Linked DNA regions of Sus scrofa: region 1 is linked to region 2. The links are chromatin contacts, called in public Hi-C maps. All regions are on one chromosome and are shown on one strand. Each heading gives the region's core, a stretch centred on a gene start, on an enhancer-like site or on the middle of the called end of the contact. The rest is flanking DNA. Distances are from core to core; before and after follow the strand shown. Region 1 overlaps EFL1 (elongation factor-like GTPase 1). Region 2 has its middle 66 kb from the start of MEX3B.

Region 1 (3,781 bases), core at 902-3,401, 92 kb before region 2:
TGTTTTCTATTCTGATGTGTTTGGTCATCTATATTGTTTGGTTTTCATGGTTTCAATCTTTTTTTTTTTTTTTTTTTTTTTTGCTTTTTAGGGCCTCACTTGCGGTACATAGAGGTTCCCAGGCTAGGGGTCAAATCAGAGCTACAGCTGCCGGCCTATACCACAGCCACATAAGATCCAAGCCACGTCTGCAACCTACACCACAGCTCACATCAAGCACCGGCTCCCCAGACCCCTTAGTGAGGCCAGGGATCAAACCTGCATCCTCATAGATAACTAGTCAGATTCATTTCCACTGTTGCACAGTGAGAACTGCAGTCATTCTTTCTTGATCTAATTTTATGACTATTTTTCATAATTTTGGGGCTGTTCTTAGACATTTATTTCTCCATACGAACTTGAGATCATTTTATTTCATTCAAGTAAATTAAATATCTACATTGAGACGTTTTGTTTTATTTACAGAAGTAAGTTGTGGTCACCTTCTTTTATTGTAAAGCTCAATAATATAAACTAGGGGAGTTACCTTCCTAGGGGCAATCACTGCAGAGTTTAGAATGTATAGTCTAATGTGTGTTTTTCCAAACTTCTGTCCATGCATAAACATACATTCCTACATGTGCATGTTCTTTTAGTAAGAAATCGTTTTATATATGTGAATTTCCAAGTTCATTTGGGAAGAATCGACGTCCTTACCATACTGAGCCCTTTGTAGTGATGAGGAGCTTAGGAAGGGACTGTGACTTAAACTCCGCCCTGAGTTGTTCTGGCCTCCTAACTTTCTTATTACCAGGTCATTTTAGGCCATTCCGTTGTAGCAGGACTAGTCTGTTTTGGGGAGAAGCCCTTTCCAGGTTCATATCAGCTCTTTTGTCGTGGGCCCCAGGCCTGGCTGACTCCAATTGAGCTGGCTGGCAAGTAGCCAAAATTACTACTTCTGTCCCAGGGTTTTCACTGAAGACATGAAGACATCTGCCCTGTGCCTTCTTACTTGAGGGTATTTATGTGAGGTCCAAGATCTCTTATTTCTAACTTGTGGAAAGACCAGTTGCTCTCTTAGTGGCATAAATTAATTCCAGGATGCCTGGGTGACCTTTGATCTCACTCTCTTTTTCAGATTTTCTGGCATTTTGCTCCTGTGTTGACATAGTCTTTCCCTAATTCTTACCTTTCTTTGGACATTTGACTTGAGATTTGGGGGAAGTGAAGGGATATCATTGTCTTTAACAGGCCTTTCTTTCTCAGGATCCAGAGTCTCCAAAAGGGGGGAAAGAAAAGATGGAGGGTTTTTTTTGTTGTTGTTGTTGTTAGTTTTTGTTTTTTAACATGTAGTGAGCTATTGTTTGCTCTGAAAAGGCAAACCTTTGTTTGCTTGATTTTATAGCCTAGTCATTCTCTAACATACATGTATTTCATGCTTACTGTATGTCTTACCCAGGAGGTTAGATTTCTCCTGCTGGGTGTTTAATGTTAAGTTTCCAAATTATTTATAGGCCTGCCACAGTTTTTGATCCCGCGCTTGCCAATGAGGTGGCCTCATAAATGAGAAACAGCCCTAGGACTGCCAGCTGAGACCTCTAGCAAGTTGGCTCCTTCTGTGGGAACTTCCAGGCCTGAAAGTATATCCATGTAAAAGAAGGTTGAGTCAGATGATCTCTCATGATAAGCCTTTCTTTCTCTCTTAATTGCTTTTCTAAGAACCTTACTAATTAACCATATCATGGGCTTTCCTCCCTGTTTTAGTTACTTTGGTGTTCTCAGTATCCTCTTGGCCCTTCTTTCAGTGGGTTTCTTTAGGTGACATTTGGGAAGCCAGAGCTCCAGAGGCCATTTGACAGATAGGAATTACATCCCTCTAAAGATCTCTTCTCACAACTAGGAGCTTTAAAAAGGTGGTTCTCATCCTGATTGTACGCACAAGAACCAGCTGCACGTGGCTGTGCCTCAGTAGAGGTCCAGAGTGGTTTTCCTGGGCATGAAAGAAGCATTGCCACTTTTTCTAAAAACCCAAACAATTATACCAGCCCAGATTTCTGAGTAGAGCTTGAGTGGGCTAAGTCTGCTCTCTGAAGCCATCATGGTTGTTCCAGCTATAGCAAGGACCACAGCTGCCCTGAAATGAACACAAGGGGGCAGCCTTTCCCACAGATTTTCATCATATTGGAAAACAGGAACAAAGACGCATGTGAGAGCATGTGTGTGAGCCTATGCCCCGCGCCAGAGCCCCTGTGTAAATTTTGTAGCCTCTACCTCTGTGTTTATAAAGAGTATTAAGCTGTTGGGTGAGGGACATATGAGTGCCAAGTAGGTTTTGTGCTTTGCTAGACTAAAGTTTGTTAACGCAATGAGGATTCCTATGTGTAGGCACTATGACTATATACCCCCTTGCCCAGCTCAGAGTCTTGCAAACTGCAGAGAAGCTATTTTAATCATTGGAGGTTGAGATGTCTGAATCATTAAGACAAAAAAAAATTAGTTTAGCTTGCTGTTTGAATCTAAAGAGTGATTTCAAAGCAGTAATATAAATGTATTTTGGCTCGCTCGCTCTTTTTTTCTTTCTTGCTCCTGCCCGTCCCACCTCTCTTCCAGATACTAAAGGCATTGTTTCAGTTGTGTATTTTTTTCCCTTCGGTTTCCTCTTCACCCTGTAAATTGAGTTTTGACTCCATGGGTTGTTTCTGGTTGAAAAAAGTCATTGTTATGAAAAATGTATGCTGTTTCTTGGGCAGTGAAGCAGCATATAAAATATCACTAATATCTTGATCTCCCATGCAATTAGAAGCACATTGTCACTAGTTTTGCTTTATGTTTCCCAGATGACTGTTTGTTAATTTACAGCAGTTCAGCATGTAATTGCATTGATGATCATATTTCAAAGGATTTGAGTCTGTTGGTTCAAGTGCAGAATAGAAGTAAGTGTTGTTATTCCTTCGCCGTTGTATCTAAATCCATCTTATTTGACTCTGTAATGGCTGGAAGAAATCAGATATGCTTTGAAAAATCAAAGGCAAAGCCCCTCTCCCCTGGGGGTGAGAGCAGGGTAGAGAGAGGAACATTTTCTTTTAGGTCTCGACAGGGGCAGCAATTAGATTTATTGTATAATGGTTGTTTTTCTTCAGTGCCGCAAACCTTCAATTTTTCTAAAATGATAATTGTAAAGTTTCATTTTCGAAACAGTTTACGTAATCAATGTCATTATATTTGCATATTTTTCATTAACCGATACTAATAGAGATGGCACACATAGTAAATGTTCTTGAACGATATATAGAGGGATTTAACCACCATTTACTTAGTACCTGTTGCATGCCATGCCAGGTGTTCAGTGACTCAGTTTTGCTTATGTTTTCTTATTTAAGTCTCACAGCAAACTTAAGTGGTGAACTTATTATCTTTATTTGGCAGATGGGAAAGCTGAGATTGAGGTGGTTTTGACTTGTGCAACAAATGACGCTGTCCTCGCCATCCCTTAGTAGACAGATTTTTATGTTCCGTAGAGTTGTGTGGCTGAGATTATTTAGGATATTTCTGTTACCGACTCTCCTCTTTTCTGTGATCGTTAAATGAAAAGATGCTGTAGTGATTTTTGACATGCAGCTTCCTTGAATTTCCTGGTTCATGTAGTCTAGTTCTTCTTCCTATAGAAAGGGAGAGACTCAGAGACAGAATGGGTCTTCTTTAAGCCTGAGTAATGGGAGTTGAAACTAGCATCCAGGTCTTCGCTTTTATAAAGAGGAAAAACTGTGTGGTAGGACAGGAGAAGTAGTTTGGCTCCTCTGAA
Region 2 (4,122 bases), core at 719-3,218:
GAACTGTGCTAAGCATTTATGTGCACCCCCTAGTTCCCTGTATTTATCCCGAGAGGACCAGGGACCTGCCCAGGGATTGGCAAAGTCCAGATTCAGACCCAGGCCCTCCCTGCAGACTCATAAACTACGACTCTAAAACCACCCACCATGAGGCAGCCCTTGGGGGACAGGACAGAAGGGAGGTGACAACGCCAAGAGTGTTGGGGAACTAGTAGGTGCACCCCATGCCAACTCCAGATGTGGCCCAAGATGTGCCCGCGGTGTGAGTCCAGCTCAGGGTAGACGGAGCCAGGAGCCTGGGCTGGGGGGGAGGGGGTGAGAGAGGGTTGGGGGTGGGGGGCGCAGGGCCTGGGTGGCTGGGAAGGGTTTGTGGTCAGCACTTCCAGGGGAAAACACCCTCTTAATCCTATCTCGGGGACGGCATTGTGTCGCAGCCTGTCCCACGGGCGTGAGTGGAAAGACGCCCATGGACTCAACCGACCTACATCCCCTCCCCCGGGAGGGGAACGGGGACTCTCCTGAATTCTGCTGAAATGCCTGGTTTGTGGTTCTCTCAGCTGGTATACACAGTTCTGGAACTTTTTGACTTTTTAAACAAGTGTCTGTTTAAGATCTAAAACAGAGGCTCTTGGAGTTCCCTTCGTGTCTCAGCGGTTAACACAGCTGACTAGATTCCATGAGGATGCGGGTTCGATCCCCGGCCTTGCTCAGTGGGTTGCTGTGAGCTGTGGTGTAGGTGGCAGACATGGCTCAGATCCCCCATTGCTGTGGCTGTGGTGTGGGCTGGCAGCTGTAGCTCCAATTTGACCCCTAGCCTGGGAATCTCCATGTGCCGTGGGTGTGGCCCTAAAAAGACAAAAAGATTAAAAAAAATAAATAAAACAGGGGTTCTCCACTGGGGGTGATCTGGACTCCCAGGGGACATTTGCAATGTCTGATGATGCTTCTGGCATCTCGTGGGTGAAGCCAGGGCAGCTGCTAAACATCTGCCAGCTCACCAGTCAGGACCCATAACAGAGAAGTATCTGGACCAACAGCGGAGGGAGGGGAGAGAGCAGGGTGGCTCTTCCATCGTGTCTGAGTCCCGTAGCCCTCAGTCTGAGACTGGCTCTCTGTCCCGATGGGCAGGGGTGGGGGCAGGAGGCCTGACGGTAGCAGAGCCCAGGCTGCTCAAAGGCAAGGTGTGGCCTGTGAACAACCACACCTATGCCCACCTGGTGAGCCTGGGCTCCTGTGGTGCCTCCTGGGATGTTTCCAGGTGGCCTCCAGCTTTTGTGGAGCACAGAGAGTGACTGCCCCCACAGAGGACTCAGTCTTTTCAAACCCCATTGTTTCGGGGGGAGGGTCAGGGGAACTTCAACTTAGGGGTGGAATTTTCCAGTCTTTCCCTCATTGTGGTGGCAAGGAAGCCAAGGTCGGGGGAGGGGGGATGCTATGCTTCCGTGGCTGCTGGAGGGGAAAAGTATAACTTGGAAGAGTGTCATTTAAAGGACAATTCAGGAGTTCCTGTCATGGTGCAGCAGAAATGAATCCAACTAGGAACCATGAGGTTGCGGGTTCGATTCCTGGTCTTGCTCAGTGGGTTAAGGATCTGGCATTGCCCTGAGCTGTGGTGCAGCTTGCAGATGTGGCTCGGATCTGGTGTGGCTGTGGCTGTGGTGTAGGCTGGCGGCTGCAGTTCTTATTGGACCCCTAGCCTGAGAACCTCCGTATGCCGCGGGTGCAGCCCTAAAAATGACAAAAGACAAAAAGTAAATAAGTGAAAAGTAAACGATATTCAGTGGCTACATATTTGGGGGACTATGACCCAAGGGACTATGACCCATATTTTATCCCAAGGCAATATGAAAAACCACAAAATTCCCATCAAGATGACAAAAAAAATCTTACTGGCACAGCCAAGTCCTGTGCCCAGCAGCCAGCTCGACCCCCCCGCATTCTGGTGACACACGCCAGTTTGCAGCCTTTCTGGCTGACCTCAGGCCTCCAGGCTGCCTGCACTGGGTCTGAGAACCAGCGAAAGTGCTTTGACCTCTGCAAAGTTTGACGGCACAGCGGGCACCCCCCCACCCCACGACCTACCCGGAGGCGGCACCTTCCTCTCAGAACTGGTGGCAAGGGTTCCCGGAGGGCTTGGCAAGATGGGAAAAAGAAAAGACTTTCCTGGCAGGTCATCTCTCTGCTTCTCTGAAGTGCGGCTTGGGGGTCGCCTCTCCTGGGGGCTGTCATGGGCTTCTGGAATATGCCTGCAGAGCCTGGGGTCCACACGGACCTGGGTTCCCAGGCCTTGGCCTTGCATGCCATCCAGGAACAGACCGGAACGAAGGACTGAGGTTGCAGGAGAGTAAGGGGAGCTGTCTGCTTCTCTCTCTCTTCCACGCTGCTCAACATATGGTCTGAATTAAGACATCTGAGATGGTTTCAAAACACCCTGCTCTGTGTGAGGACTTTGTTTGGCTCCCGGATCCAGGAAACCCAGTGTAGAAGACATTTTGGAGATCACTGGGGAAATCTAAATACGGCCTGAGTGTGGGCTGATAATGAAAAAATGCTGGATCATTCTGTTAGATTCGATAACAGTATTTGGGTTAAGTAGGAAAGGGTCTATAAGGTGCAAATTGAAGTCTTTGACAGGAAATGGCTGTGATATCTGTAATTTACTTGGCAATACTTCTCCAAAGAATGTTATACTGTCCCCCTCACTTTTATTGTCTGCTGAAAATTTTCATAATGGAAAGTAAAAGCAAAACTAAAAGACCCTGCGAGTCTTCAGGTTCCTCATCAGAAGAAGAAAATGTTGCTTTGACTTTGAAGTCAAAGAAGAGGGATGTGGGAGTTCCCGTTGTGGCTCAGTGGGTTAAGAACCTGACTAGTATCCAGGAGGACGCAGGTTCCATCCCTGGCCTCACTCAGTGGGTTAAGGATCTGGCGTTACCCTGAGCTGTGGTTAGGTTACAGATGCAGCTCAGATCTGGCATTGCTGTGGCTGTGGTGTAGGCTGGCAGCTGCAGCTCCGATTCAACCCCTAGCCTGGGAATCTCCATATGCCCTGGGTGTGGCCCTGAAAAGACAAAACCAAAAAAATATCTCTTGCCACATAGAGCAACTGTGACAGGGCATTCACTCATTCAGCTGTTAGTCCAGTCATTCGGCAAAGGTTGGTTAAGGGTCTGTCATTTGCTGGTGTCTGTGCTGGGTGCTGGGCACACACAGTGATGAGTGAAAACAAATGCTGTCCCCATCCCTGGGGAGCATATCGTCTTGTTGGGGAGGTCAGTGTTAATCAAAGATAGATTAAAATGACAACTACATAGGAGTTCCCGTTGTGGCTCAGCTGTTTAAGGACACAACGTTGTCTCTGTGAAAATTTGGGTTTGTTCCCTGAACTGGCTCCGTGGGTTAAGGATCCAGCGTTGCCATGAGCTGTGGTGTAGGCCTGTAGCTGCAGCTCCAATGCGACCCCTAGCCCAGGAGCTTCCATATGCCATGGGTGTGGCCCTAAAAAGAAAAAGACAGTACAACTAAATAAAACAAGTATGGAAGACAAGAAAATGACCGAGCCAGGAACCAGAGTTTGGAGGGAGGAGAGGTGGGATGTGGGATGTGCAAAGGCCCTGTGGCTGCAGGAAGTGTGGCAGCCCTGAGGACCAGAGGAGGGCCAGGAATGGGAGTGGTTGGAACTTGAGAGGAAGGTGACACAAAGGCAGGGACACTTGCCCTGTGGGCTACCTCTCTCTGGTATGCAGATTAACTTGAAGTTGGCTTTCTTGTTTGGATCGGGGTCCGGTTTTTCTCCCATGTGGACTCAGCCCTCCCCCAGCTCTTCACAGTGCTTCACAGCCTTCTGAGTTTCAGACACACCCTCCACCCAACCCCTACAAAGTTGTGGACTCTGTAGCCTTTATGGGGGTTACCTCTCTCCTTACCATGGGGGGGTCCCTGGGGCTCAAGCATGGTTGTCACCCACTGGCTTTTCTGGGCCCCTCCAGCTTAAGGGAGGCCCACGGAGCGCTCACCCAGGCCTTCCCTACTTCTGCCGCCACGCGTACTCTGCGCACCAGCAGAGCCTGAGCCCCCCTCCATTTGCAGCTCTTCCTTCATCTTAGCACCCACCCCCACCAC

What was found. A called contact is a pair of places that touch in the nucleus more often than the background predicts.
Region 1: a contact with region 2 is called in a Hi-C map of embryonic fibroblasts, with 3 times the contacts expected there. The contact joins two enhancer-like sites. A contact is called at or near these places in 1 of 5 promoter capture datasets (liver), 24 of 47 Hi-C or Micro-C datasets (adipose tissue, alveolar macrophages, brain and 15 more) and 2 of 2 datasets of contacts at active chromatin or transcription factors (alveolar macrophages and skeletal muscle).

The regions. Positions count from the first base shown.
Region 1 is chr7:50,909,646-50,913,426 of Sscrofa11.1, reverse strand. All of the region lies in intron 15 of EFL1 (elongation factor-like GTPase 1), which reads left to right. Among named protein-coding and RNA genes, the nearest start is that of EFL1, 65 kb to the left of the region's middle. Within about 2 kb of position 2,151, at least 9 of the 83 cell types and tissues checked have an H3K27ac peak or open chromatin away from gene starts, as enhancers often do. A contact at or near this core is called in embryonic fibroblasts, where this site is marked.
Region 2 is chr7:50,816,762-50,820,883 of Sscrofa11.1, reverse strand. No RefSeq gene overlaps it. Among named protein-coding and RNA genes, the nearest start is that of MEX3B, 66 kb to the right of the region's middle. Within about 2 kb of position 1,968, at least 8 of the 83 cell types and tissues checked have an H3K27ac peak or open chromatin away from gene starts, as enhancers often do. A contact at or near this core is called in embryonic fibroblasts, where this site is marked.